Regions from separate parts of the Ovis aries genome. Here region 1 is linked to region 2. The links are chromatin contacts, called in public Hi-C maps. All regions are on one chromosome and are shown on one strand. Each heading gives the region's core, a stretch centred on a gene start, on an enhancer-like site or on the middle of the called end of the contact. The rest is flanking DNA. Distances are from core to core; before and after follow the strand shown.

Region 1 (6,527 bases), core at 3,383-5,882, 430 kb after region 2:
AATTTTCAATATTTATTTCATAAGTCTGGACTATTGCTAGGATTCCTGTCATCTCCTAATTGTTGATTTTATCCCTCAGCTAAGTCCTTGTGGCATTTCTTTTATCTTGAATGCTTTTTTTTTCCCAATTCATATCCAATGGGAAACATCTGTCTCTATTCTTGTTTTTCTACCACTTCCTCTGGAGAGGATTCCAAAACAAAACCATTTTAAAGGGTGAAAATCTTTGGAAGACGTGACAGCTCCCATAGAGAATCACACGAAGAAACAGATGGAAAGATATTTGGGGCAAAATTCGGAGGTTGCCAAGCTCCCTTAGATTCTCTGTCTCATTTTTATCAAACAAAAGAACACTTTCTTAGAGGACTAGGCTTTCAGGACTGTCAAGCCAGAAGTCACAGTAAAATCCAGCAGTGATGACTTAAGTTAACCAGCGTATTTTGCCTTTAACATTGGAACATTCCAACATATTTGCCTTTAACACTTTGCTCCCCATCGTTAGCCCTGTGACCTTGGCCAAATCAATGTACAGCTTCTCGACTGCCTAAACACCCATCACCTGATCCATTCCAAGTGGTGGAGTAAGCGAGTCCTGCCAGTTATTAGACATGGGGGTGTGGCAAGTGGTGAGTAAATGACTGTGGATTCAGAAGAGGATGGATGGACTGGGTTGGCCTGATAAGAATGCAAGTCAGTGGGCAACTGGGACACACCCTGCAGCCTATGCAGGAGCTAAACCTAGAACCCTGAGGACATTCTTCCTCTCTATCACCAGCCAGGTCTTTGGATGGCTGATTTCCCAATGTGTAAGTTGGGAAATAGCCAGAGGGGCCAGGAAGGTGATATAAATGAATGAGGCAGCATGGTCTTAAGACATTTAAAAGGCTACAGTCCTGATGAGATGGATGAAACTGGAGCCGATTATATAGAGTGAAGTAAGCCAGAAAGAAAAACACCAATACAGTATACTAACACATATATATGGAATTTAGAAAGATGGCAATGACGACCCTGTATGCAAGACAGGAAAAAGACACAGCTGTGTATAACGGACTTTTGGTCTCAGGGGGAGAGGGAGAGGGTGGGATGATTTGGGAGAATGACATTCTAACATGTATACTATCATGTAAGAATTGAATCGCCAGTCTATGTCTGACGCAGGATACAGCATGCTTGGGGCTGGTGCATGGGGATGACCCACAGAGATGTTATGGGGAGGGAGGTGGGAGGGGGGTTCATGTTTGGGAACACATGTAAGAATTAAATATTTTAAAATTAAAAAAATAAAAAACCAAAAAAAAAAAAAAAAAAAAGGCTACTTGGAAGCCTTTTAAAGCAGTGAACGGAACATTTGAGTGCATGCCCTGTCCAGAGGGGCTAGCCATTTCTCATTACCAGAAAAATGGAGACAAATCTTCTGATTTTCAGAAAAAATCTCCGATTTTAAAAAGTATAGCAAATAGTTCAATTTTTAAACATTGTGTAGGTCACCTGGCCTTTGGGTCATATCTGGCCTCTAGACTTCCCAGGTGGCTCAGTGGTAGAGAATCCTCTTGCCAAGCAGAAGACCCAGGTTTGATCCCTAGAGAAGGAAATGGCAACCCACTCCAGTATTCTTGCCTGGAAATCCCCCAGACAGAGGAGCCTGGTGGGCTGCAGTTCACGGGGCTGCATGAGTCAGGCATGACTTGGCAACTAAACAACAAGGGTGATGGTTCGTCTTCACTGCCCTACAGCCATGTTGGCTTCTAGAAGGCAGGGCACTAGCTTCAGCTATAAGACAGTCAATCCAGTTTCCCTTCATGCTGATGGCAACATGCAGCAGTGACCTCTTTCTTTATCTATAAAATGTGGGGTGACTAAATCTAAAATTGCTTTCAGTTGTAAAATTCTAGGATTCCAAGCTGTGTGTTAGTGAGATCATCATGAACTTTCAGCTCCGCTGTGGTCTAGAGCTAATAATACAAAAGCACTATAGTATTTCATGATTTTGGCAGGGAGGAAAAACACTAAATAAAAGCTACATTCAATTAGCAATCCTTCACTCATCCTCACAGCAGAGGAGAATAAATGTGCTGCTTCTTTTCCTGGATTCTGGAAACTCCACCACAGAAGAAAATGCAACTCCCCATAAACAGCTACAGTTTATTCCAAGATTTGTTCTTAGATAAATAATCCAAGTTTGTGCAATATTCCTTGGCAAAAACAACCCAAGGTTCTGTACACTGCACTGGTTTATAATTTAAGAGGACGAATTTAATTTTATGACTCAACAGTCACCACTGATAAATAAATGACTCTGGAGCCATTAAAAGGTAGTCAGAGAGTGTGCAATGGTCACATACACATGGGAGGAGGAGGTGGAACTTTTCTGCAAGCTAGGCTACTTGGAAGCTTTTGATAATAAATCTCATTCTGGTTTAGGAAAATAATACCACTTCTCCTCTGAGCAAGCAGATAACATGGTTTTGAATATCATTATAATCAAAGTTTCCCAAAGCTTGTACAACTGTAGCCCTAACCTCTAACTCCCTTCGATCCTTATTTTCAACTCTTTGAAAGACGTGTCTTGGAATTAATTACAATCTTTTGTTTCATGGCTGTTCATGCACCCGGTCCTGCCACCCCTCTTAATTTTTTAGAAAATGTGAAGTTGAGAATTTTACCAAGCAAGAGCATCGTGGGGGCTTCTTCAAGACTCTTTTGTTGTACGTTTTTAAAACCACCAACGTACCCTTTTCCATTTCCTCATGACCCAGATTATTGTGATGACTCCTGGCTGGTGTCCTAATCTATGGCTCTCTTTACACCAATATACCCCATAAAAGAAGTTCAGACCAGCCTTAGCAAGTAAGTTTTTCCAATGTATTATGTAATCTGCTAAAGAACTCTGGGGTGATATGGAGATTCTCTCTCCAAAGACTAAACTCATCAGCCTGGCCTTCAAAGTATTCCCGCAACTCAACCCTCCTGAACTCTCTGCCTTGTCCTGCCTCCACACCTTTCTCACCTCTGACTCTGTGAATGCCACACCTACAAACAGACTGACATCATGGCTACCCTGAGCTGGGGTCTGATAATGATGTGGGGTAACATGCTTAGCACAGTGAGGCACACACAGTTTGGGTTCAGTAATTATCAGCTATCGTCGGTTCTTTTTTTCCCATGACAAACATGAGGTCTTCAGAGACAGAAACTTGATGGCTGACTTGCCAGGGAAAAAAGAGAATGGAGTCTCTGTAACTTTCGGCAGGAAACCAAAACATGGCTGTCTCCAGCTTGTGGCCAGGTTAGCTTGTATCACGATTACTATCCCTGAATAAAAATACAACGCAACGCTCACCTCTCCATCGACATTCTGCAAACCATACTGCTCGCAGATGGAGACCAGCTTCTTTCGGTTTAGGTGACCATCACGAGTGATCCCCAAATCTTCACAAACCTCCTGCAGTTTCTCTTCTATCCAGTCTTGGGGAGCCAAAGACCCACTCTGTGAGGCTTTCAAGTCATCTGGGTTCCAAAATCTTAACTGGCCTAAAATAAAAGCATATATTATATTGTCCCTAAAAGAACTGCACAGAGAGAGCACCTATACTCAAAGAAAAATGTGCTTTTTGAAAATAAATGCTCTAAAAAAGAGATCACCAAGTGTTGATTTGATCCAGAAGTTCAAATGAAGTAGAACCATTGGTTCTTAGGCTGCAATGAAGGCCAACAGGCACTCTTTTGTTCACTGGCAGTTATACCCCTATAAGAAATATTCCGGTGCAGTCATGTCAAGGTTCTAGGTTTGTTCTATTTCAAAGAAAAATGTGCACAGGCTTAGGCTTTGGTGTGACTGAAAGAGAAGGCTGGTTGAGAGCCATTCTAAAGAGCTTTATACATCCTACCTCAACTATAGCTACCGGACTTTATTATCTCTACTCTCTTTCTAGTCTAAGCACTGTTTTACTGAAAAGGAAATAATTTCATGGTAAATATCATTAAGTAATGATAACAGTCTCAAGAGTAGCCTGTTTCTAAATCTTTACACATGACTATTCTAAGCAACCTAACTTAAAAAAATCAATGGTTGCAAGTCATTATCTGTGCATTAAGGAGAGTGGATTCCCTGGTGGCTCAGTGGGTAACAAATCTGCCTGCAATGCACGAGACCTGGGTTTGATCCTTGGCTCAAGAAGATCTCCTGGAGAAGAGAATGGCTGCCCACTCCAGTATTCTAACCTGGAGAATTTCATGAACAGAGGAGCCTGGTGGGCTTCCATGGGGTCGCAAAGAGTCAGACACAATTGAGTGACTAAGCACATATTAAGGATAAGTTCTATTTGAGGATACAAGGATCAGCCTACTTATTTAAAAATAAATACTTTTTCTCTATGAAAAGTTCCCACTTCTAGTTAAGATTTCTACTTTCACATTAGAGATTCTGTCATTACTTAAACATGAGCTAATTATTGGCATGATACTGTGTGTCTCCAAGAAACTTGGAGGTTGAGAAGAGTATTTAGTGCTACCCTTAATATTTATTAAGGACATTAAGCCCATTACTGCTGTGTCTTTACAGGTTGGAGACCTAGAGAATTTGTAATTACACCGAAGTACAGCTAATCCACGGTAGGCTGTGAAGTGGGTAGAGATCTGTCAGCTGAACCACAGTGCCATCTGCTGGTGAGGAGATCACCATGAAACCTGTCGAGGGATGCATTTAATCAGTAAATCATTTAGGATGGTTTATAGATTACTGTGAAAGTCTATGTAAGACAGTAATTAACTCATAAGTGAAATTCCACATCTCAGTTGCCATATCTTGCATGATGTTAAGTCCAATGACTTAAAACTATGAGGTATCAATTGGGAGTGAATTTTTTTGTGGCTGCTGTACTTCAGGTTGCTTCTTAGCTGGCCTCCAGCAGGTAGGGCTATAGGAAGATGGGAAGGGGTTGTGGAGAACGCCCTGTGAATGCAGCCCTTCCCTCCCAGGCCGGCCCGGCACACCCTCAGTTCCTACCTTCTGCTTCATACTCCTCACTGCGCTGCGCCTTCCAGTGCTAGGGGAGGCAAGAGGAGGAGGTTAGTGTGCTTCAGAACCAAGCCTGCTCTTCCAAGACCAGATCACTCTCTGGCTCTGATGTCATCATCTGAGTAAGTCACATGATTCAGGACCCGCTAGCATTTATCCAGGCAGGCTCTCCTCAATCAGCGAGCCAGCAGAGAGCAGGTGAGTAAGAAATACCACGCAGCCTTCTGCAGCATCTCACCAAGGATTTGCCCTGTGAGCTGATGTCACTTATTCAATAGCAAAACCTAGCACAGCCAATAAAATCAGGCCAAAGCCAATATTCAGAATCCACCACCTGAGAAGAGTTTATACACATGCGTTTATGAGTTTGTTCTTCAGTAAATGTTTAGTAAGTGTGAGGTATCATGCTACATCGTTGGAAAACAACCATGAACAGGACAAGCACAGTTCTTCTCTCATGAGGTTTATATGCTGACAAAGTCGGGCAGACAAGAAAACAGAAACAATACTGTAGTGTATTAAGTGCTGTTATGGAGGAGTTCAAGAATGGGTACCTAATTAGGGTATCCATCAGCCTCGGAAGTTCAGGGTAGACTTCCTGAAAGAAGCAAGCTCTGACTGAGACTTGAGGGGTAAGCTGGAGATAGCCAAGTGGAAAGATAGGAGCAGACTGTTTGCTGACCCATGAGACAAGAATGAGACAGGTGTGTTTGTGGCACAATGAGGAGACAGAGGTGCAGCCCCAAACAAGTAGGCTAGAAAGCTCAAGTTAAAATGTACATTATCAGTGAATTACTACATTAAAAACAGTGAAACTGATCTGCACTGGATCATTTTGCCCCTTATCATGCTATGTTCTACTGAGTCTTTTCCAAGTCACAGCATACAGGTGTAGTTTGTATATTGCACAAAAGCACCCAGCCCAGGGCACCCGTCAGAATCAAAATTCAGCCCTCGCTCCATGAGCCAAGCATGGCACAAATCTGCTTCCAACCAGTGGCCGTGAGTAGGTACACAGTGATCTTTGACCTCATCAGCAAGGTTCCTAATTACTCTTGTTAGGAGGTTCTACAACCACCGCAGTCAGGTAACCCTGTTAAGAAAAGTGTATCCCCCTTTTAAAACCTCCTGCTGTCTCAGCAAAGATCCAGCTTTATGAATGAAGAAGCTACCTTTGATAACTGATGCAAAGAGAAGACTCATTGGAAAAGACTCTGATGCTAGGAAAGACTGAAGGCAAAAGGAGAAGGGTGCAGCAGAGAATGAGATGATTAGACAGCATCACCAACTCAATGGACATGAATTTGCGCAAACTCCATAGTGGAGGACAGAGGAACCTGGCGTGCTGCAGTCCCTGAGGTCGCAAAGAGTCAGACACGACTTAGTGACTGAACAGCCTTTGACAACACATAAATAACCAGTCCACTCTCCTTGGTGGCCGAACTGTGCAAGGGGAACTTTTTTCTTAGATTCTTGAAATGAACTCAACAGGGAAACAAACCTAATT
Region 2 (7,072 bases), core at 2,118-4,617:
CACAGAGGGTGAGGGTTCCACCCCAGGCCCAGGAAATAAAGTCCCACATGCTGCACGTTGTAGGCAAAAGACAGAAAGCAAACAAACAAACAAAAGAAGCCAAAAAACAAAACAAAACAACAACAACAACAACAACAACAACAACAAAAGTCAATGAAGTAGTAGTTTCAGGAAGAAAAAAAGGATTTCTAACCTAGAGTTAAACTGTATCATTTAAATATGAGGATTCAATAAAGATATTCTTAGATAAAAAAGGCTACAGGAACTTTAACATGCAAGAGACACTCCTAAAAACACTACTGTACCAAAATTTAATGAGTTATCAACTCAAGAAGTTAAATACAATAAGGAAAAATAATATATACAGATGTATATAAAACAAACATATATATAATAAAATATAACAAAGAAGAAAAATCCTTTATTTGCAAAGATTTATAAAGTAGACAAATCTCTGGCAATAGTAATGAGGAAAAAAGTGAGATGACACAAATAAATAATATAAGGAAAAACATGTAAAGACATGACAATGATCTTAAACCTAATCAAAGAACATTATGAAGATCTATGTGCTAATAAGTTTGATAACGTAGATGAAATGGGGTGAGGGACTCAAGCAAAATTACTGAGACAAGAAGAAATAGAAGTTTGGAATCAATTGCTATAAATTAGTCATCAAAAGCTTTCCACCTAAACACACACACACACACACACACACACACACACACACAGAGTGTGTAAATTTTACCAAAATTTCAAGGAATGGATAATCTCTATCATCGAAGATGTTCCAGAAAAATTTAAAAAGCTGAAAACTCCCTAACTCATTTTATGAAGTACCTGTGACTCAGGTGCCAAAACTGGATGTTGGTGTTGTTTAGTCGCTAAGTCATGTCTGTCTCTTTTGTGACCCCATGGACTGGATCCTCTGTCCATAGGATTTTCCAGGCGAGGATGCTGGAGTGGGTTGCCATTTCCTTCTCCAAGGGATCTTTCCAATTCAGGGACTGAACTCGTGTCTCCTACTTGACAGGTAGATTCTTTACCACTGAGCCACTTGGGAAAGCCCTAAAGTGATAAAGTGTTAGTTTCCAAATCATGTCCGACTCTTAGTGACACCTTGGACTGTAGCCCACCAGGCTCCTCTATCCGTGGAATTTCCCAGGCAATAATATTGGAGAGGGTTGCCACTTCCTTCTCCAGGGGATCTTCCCAACCCAGGGACTGAACCCAGGTCTCCTGCATTGCAGGCAGAGGCTTTACCATCTGAGCTACCAGGGAAATCCCCAATACTGGATAAGAAATACAAAACAGCATTAAAAAAAAAAAAGAGCATATTCTATACAAGTAAAATCCAGCTGAAAGAATATAAGACATTATTTATCATAGCAACAAAACAATAAGGGAATCTAAGAATTAACCTAAGAAAAAACGAACTTCACAGAGAAAAATTTTAAACTCTATTAAATAACAAAGGCGTGTGTGTGCATGCTCAGTCGTGTCCAACTCTTTGCCATCCCATGGAGAATACTCCTCTGTCCATGGTATTATCCTGGCAAGAATACTGGAGTGGGTTGCCATTTCCTCCTCCAGGGGATCTTCTGGACCCAGGGATCAAACCTGTGTTTCCTCCCACTCCTGCACTGACAAGTGGATTCTTCTACTGAGCCACCTGGGAAGCTCCTAAATAACAAATGAGTATGCATAAATGAAAAGATATGCCAAGTTCATGGATGGGAAAACTCAAAATTATAAAGAAGCAATTCTCCTCCAAATCTATCTACCTAATATAATTTCAATTTTCAAAATAATCTTTTAAGATACTAAATGTTATATAGAATAAAGTCTGTAAGTAGTGAAGCAATTAAAAAAAAACGAGTGCATGGAAAACTGATGAAAATCTGAACAAGGTCTATGGATTGTGCTAATATCCTTTTCCTTGTTTTGACAGTTATTACAGTTAGGTAAGATGTTGGAGCAAATTGGGTGAAAAAGGGTACATGAGAGCTCTCTGGTCTGGGTTTTTGTGGGTTTTCTTTGGGAAGGGGGACTTCCTATGGATCTTTAATCATTTCAAAATTAAAAAAGTATAAACAAAACCTTCACTAACCTTACTTTTCTTCCCTTAAGAAAAGGTTCCCAAAAGAACACGATGAATCACAAATCCTATTCCACACTAATTCCCCTCCAACCCACTAATACACAGCAGCCAGAATCAACTTTTGAAACATCAACATTTAATCACGTCTTTAAAAGTCTCCCAGAGCCCTTAGAATAAAATTCCACGTGCAGTTAAAGCAAAACCTCTGCTGTGATGTAACCCCTCTCCGGTGTCTTTCCACACCATCCTCTGTTCCGCCAAGCTCCACTCACACTCATGTTGCCCACATGCTAGTTCCCGAAAAAGAGCCAAGAGCTTTCCAGCTTTGAAACCTTCGCATAAACCGCTCCCCATACAGAGAGCAGGTAAAAAACAGTAATTTCATACGTGATCTCCACATTTCAAATCACAGGACGCTGAATTCTGCAGGGTTTGATTAGCAGCTGAGCTGCTTCTCATACGGACAACTCTATGCAGCCGTGTGTGTGCCAGGGAACGGAATGATTTAAGACCGGTTTCAGATGTTCCAAGTAACATCAGGAAGACCAGCGAACAAACAGCACGTTTAATTGCTTACAGTGTGTGAGGTCCTTTTAATCCTCAAAACGACCACTTGCGCGAGAGACTAGGTTCCGATTCACAACTGAGCCTTAAAGGAGCTTAAGCAACCCGCCCAGGGTTGAATGGGAAGCGGTGGAGTTGTATTCAAAGCCAGGACTGTTCTTGACCTCTACTCGACACTGCCTTTCTTATTCTTCTCCTCTCGCCCACAAGCCTACGAGTGATCCAGCCAGATAGCTCCTGGGATCTGAGGCTGGAGCCCGGGCTTCACAGGATCCCGACCTTCTCTCTCGCCGAGGACAGCGAAGAAGAGCAGAGGCAGAGGTCCAGCACTAGGCACCTCCAAGAGAGGCAGCGCAGACCGCGGGGGGCGGGCCAGCGGGTACTCACCTGGTGCTGGCTCTGCGGCCACCCTGGCACAACAGCCGGGATTTCCCCGACGCGGGTGTGCGCGCCGCGGAGAAGCCCCCGGGGAAAATCCCGCGGGCCCGTCCGCAGACACTGCCCAGGTAACGCAGCGCGGGTCCCATCGTCTGGGCCCCTTTCCCTGCCTCAAGCTCTAGAAGCCAGCCCTTGAGACCTGCAATGCCCGCGTCCCAGCGCCCTCTAGCCCCGCCCCCCAGGCAGAGGCCAATGAAGGGCGCACCTTCGCCCCACGTGGGCGCAGCCGCCAGTGGCCAATGGACGCGCGCGGCGGAGGGCGAAGGGCAGGCCTGCGCCGCCGTAGACGCTGGGGACGCCAGCTTGCTCCTTCCTTTTGCCGCCGTGAGTAGAGGAGCTAGGCCCCGAGAGGGGCGGGACTAGTGGTGGTCACCCTCTCCCCTTTCCCTTCTCCCATCTCTGGGCTAACTGAAAATCTGGCCCGCCGAGTCAGGCGTCCTCGACCTGCACAGCCCAGCGGACTTGGCGCCGCAGGACAAAGTCTGGGGATGATGATGGTGAAAATTCTCGTTAGGGCAGGCCCAGAGGCCCTCCTTTCCTCCAGCTAGGCCCCGCCCCCTCGACCCCTCCCCGCGTCCCTCGTGGCTCCGCCCTCTCAACCTCGCCTCTTCCTAGCCCCGCCCCACGTCCCTAGCGGCTTCTTGCGGAGAACCTCTGTCTCCAATGAGTCTCCTACAGAGCGGAGTGCTCACTAAAGGGCACAGTCCAGCCCCAACCTTCTCCAGACCGAGGCTCTGTCATGGCGACGCCTGATAGTCTGCTGTTTTCTGGCCATCCATATATGTGGCTCCTGACATGTCATTCATTATTGGTCTTGTAAATATTGAGCGCATAAATGAAACAGACTGCTCGGTCTCTGCCGTCATTTAGCGATCTGTTTCCTTTTTTTTTTTTTTTTTTTAATACTGGCCTGGTTTTAAATATGCTTTGCAGGCCTGGAAACAATGATTCACCTGTGCATGTCACTTCACCCCTGTTTAGCTATAAAATGAGGGAAGCAGGCTCTGTAGTCTCTGAAAGACCTGTGTCAGATTACGTGATCCTCTAGCTCTGTGCCTAACACCTGTTGTCAGCGTTTGATGGAAGGCTTTGTTTTTTGTTTTTTGTTTTTTAATTTTTAGGGTCAGGACAGCTGAGCAAAACAAAAATAGAACGATGTAACTTTATTACTGTATTTGGATTTAGTGGTAAAGAATATGCTTCCAGTGCCAATGCAGGAGGCGCAGGTTCAGTCCCTGGGTCCGGAAGATCCCCTGGAGTAGGAAATGGCAACCCACTCCAGGATTTTTGCCTGGAAAACTCTGTGGACAGAGGAGCCTGGCGACCTGCAGTCCATGGGGTGGCAAAGAGCCGGACACCACTGATCACCCCATGGGCACTGACTTTATTGCTGGGAAAACTTACTTGCCTGTCTGAATTTGGCTCCAGTTATTAGTCACATAGCTTGGGAAAGTGGAGTCACCCCTTTCCCTCAGCCCCTCCTGTGTGAACTATGAGTGATGTAGGGTCCCCCTCATAGGACTTTTTATGAGCAAGATAAGGCTCATCAGATGTTTAGCACAGTAAAATGCTCAATAAAATGATGGTTTTTATTATGTTTATATGGTTTTTATCACTTGGATAGTTATGCATATTTTCTTTGTGAAAATAATGTGGAATGTTGCCTGCTTGTTCATCACAAATGAAAAATAAGATATTCATTTTTAGTTTTTAATTTTTTATTAGAAAATTTCTTAATTTGAATTTTGAGTTAATTGTAGATTTCCATGCAGTTGTAAGAAACAGTAGAGATCCTGTGTACCCTTTACACAGTCTTCTCAAATAGTAACATCTTGTAAAAGTTTGATACAACAGCATAACCAGGAACAGCCCATGGATCTTATTCAGATAGCCTGTTTTGCATTTGTGTTTGTGTTTAGTCCTGTACAGATTTTATCACACCTGTATAGATTCTCCTTCTTCTTATTATTATTAGTATTATTTTTGGTCATGCAATGGGGCTTATGGAATCTTAGTTCTCTGACTATGGATGGAACTCTGAACCCTGGCAGTGAGAGTGTCCCAACCACTGGACCGCCAGGGACCTCCCCATGTGTAGAATGTTGTAGGCAAGCTACAACACAGATCCATCACCACCAAGATCCCTCCAGCAAGGCACCCTCTTACCCATTCTGTTCTCACTTTCTAAAATTTTGACATGTCAAGAATGTTACATAAACAAAATTATATAGTATGTAACTTTTTGGAATTGACTTTTTCACTTAGCATTATCCCATGAGAGCCATCCAAATTGTTGCATGTATTGATAGTTCATTCTGTCTTATTGCCGTGAAGTATTTCATGGTATGAATGTACTACAACATGCTTAACCATTCACCCTTTGGAGGATAACTGAGTTACTTCTAGTTTTTTGACTATTTCGAATAAAGCTGCTATGAAACTTAGTGTACAGCTTTTTGTGTGAGCCTGTTTTTGTTTCTCTGGGATAAATGCCCAAGAGTCCAATTGCTGGATCATCTGATAAGCACATGTTTAGCTTTGTAAGTGCCAAACTCCTTTCCAAAGTGGCTGTACCATTTTACATTCCCACCAGCAATGTTGAGTGATCGAGTTCCTCTTCAGTGTCGCCACCTTTTGGTACTATCACTATTTTTTATTTTAACCATTGCACAGGATTGTAGTTGATTTATTACTAGGTTGAGTATAGAATTATACAATCTAGGGTCTGTGGTCAGGCTTTCATGAGTCAGTCCATAGTAGTAACTGTTTTACTCTTCTGTGATTTTGAGCCTGTACTTCCTAGTTTAGCAAAGTGAAAGAACTCAAAATACACATGTACTTTTTATAAAATTTTCTCTGCTTAGCTTCTCGCCTAGTCTTGACTGTACATTAATTTGTTTCCTCTCGATTATCTCAAATCAAGAGCTCACCTTACATTCATTGACCCTGTAATGTCTTTGGCTAAAGACATTTGTTTTCTGGCCACCACACCCTCCTGAAGCTAAGAATTCATGTTCACCTTCCATCTAGGTCAGAACCTATAAGAAGTTAGTTCAGTGAGTGTCAAGTGATACTGGCCTAGGGTGACTTTGGGGACCTTTGCTTCTATTCCTAAGGAAGTGCTCTGTCACTCTATTTCACTAGACTCTAGATACATCAGGAATAAGAACTGGCATCAGTAATGGATGATTCCAGTGAAGTGGGGTTATAATCTGGGGGGGAAACTCCCCAGTTCTGATACCACCTCACCCTTCTCTCCACACTTTCACTGCCCTCAAGAACAGGTTGGCTAGTTTAGTCTTTTTGACCCCTAAATTAGCCATCACTTTGAATAGGCCACCTAAGTAATTATGTTTAATATATAAAAAGAGAACCTGCACTTTTTAAAAGAAACTTGTTTTTATGCAAATTGGAGAACTCTCCATCTCCTATTTTGAGGCACACATTAGAGCTCTGGCCTTCTCTAAGTCACAAACTTCCTATCAACTTTTGGAAACATCTGTTAAAAACTTACGGCTCCAAGCCATGTTATGATAGTAAGAAGAATTTTTTAAATAATTTGAATTCCTGAGTCATTTATCACAGCAGTAGCTTAGTAATGTTTATTTTTTAACTTGAATTTGAGTGGTTTCTTTTAATTTGTGTGCCTAGTCACTCAGTTGTGTCTGACTGAGACCCCATGGACTGTGGCCTGCCAGGTTCTTCTGTCCATCGAATTTTCCAGGCAAGAGTGCTAAAGTGGGTTGCCATTTCCTTCTCCAGGGGATTTTCCCAATCTAGGAATCAAACCCGAGTCTCCTGTGCCTCCTGCATTGCAGTTAGATTCCTTATCTGCTGAGCCTTCCCGGAAGCCCTTCTTTTAATTTATTAAAGTTAAATTCACCAACTCACCACCAGAGGTCTCCTCTTTCCCTCTAGAAAGCATTCTTAGAGGTAGCTGCTGCAATTCATTTGAAATTCCCAGTATCA

Evidence for each region. Hi-C and Micro-C count contacts between places; a contact is called where the count stands out from the background.
Region 1: a Hi-C map of blood shows a contact between it and region 2, with 2.8 times the contacts expected there. The contact joins the enhancer-like site here to the promoter of DMAC2L in region 2. A contact is called at or near these places in 3 of 16 Hi-C or Micro-C datasets (blood and tail adipose tissue).

The regions. Positions count from the first base shown.
Region 1 is chr7:41,877,274-41,883,800 of ARS-UI_Ramb_v3.0, forward strand. NIN (ninein) reads right to left here. Exons shown (of 32, transcript XM_042252313.2): 7 at 5,009-5,048; 8 at 3,344-3,534. Among named protein-coding and RNA genes, the nearest start is that of NIN, 52 kb to the right of the region's middle. Within about 2 kb of position 4,633, at least 8 of the 54 cell types and tissues checked have an H3K27ac peak or open chromatin away from gene starts, as enhancers often do.
Region 2 is chr7:41,453,082-41,460,153 of ARS-UI_Ramb_v3.0, forward strand. It overlaps DMAC2L (distal membrane arm assembly component 2 like), which reads left to right and starts at 3,368. Exons shown (of 5, transcript XM_004010512.6): 1 at 3,368-3,427. L2HGDH (L-2-hydroxyglutarate dehydrogenase) reads right to left here and starts at 3,270. Exons shown (of 9, transcript XM_042252308.1): 1 at 3,053-3,270. The coding sequence starts at 3,192.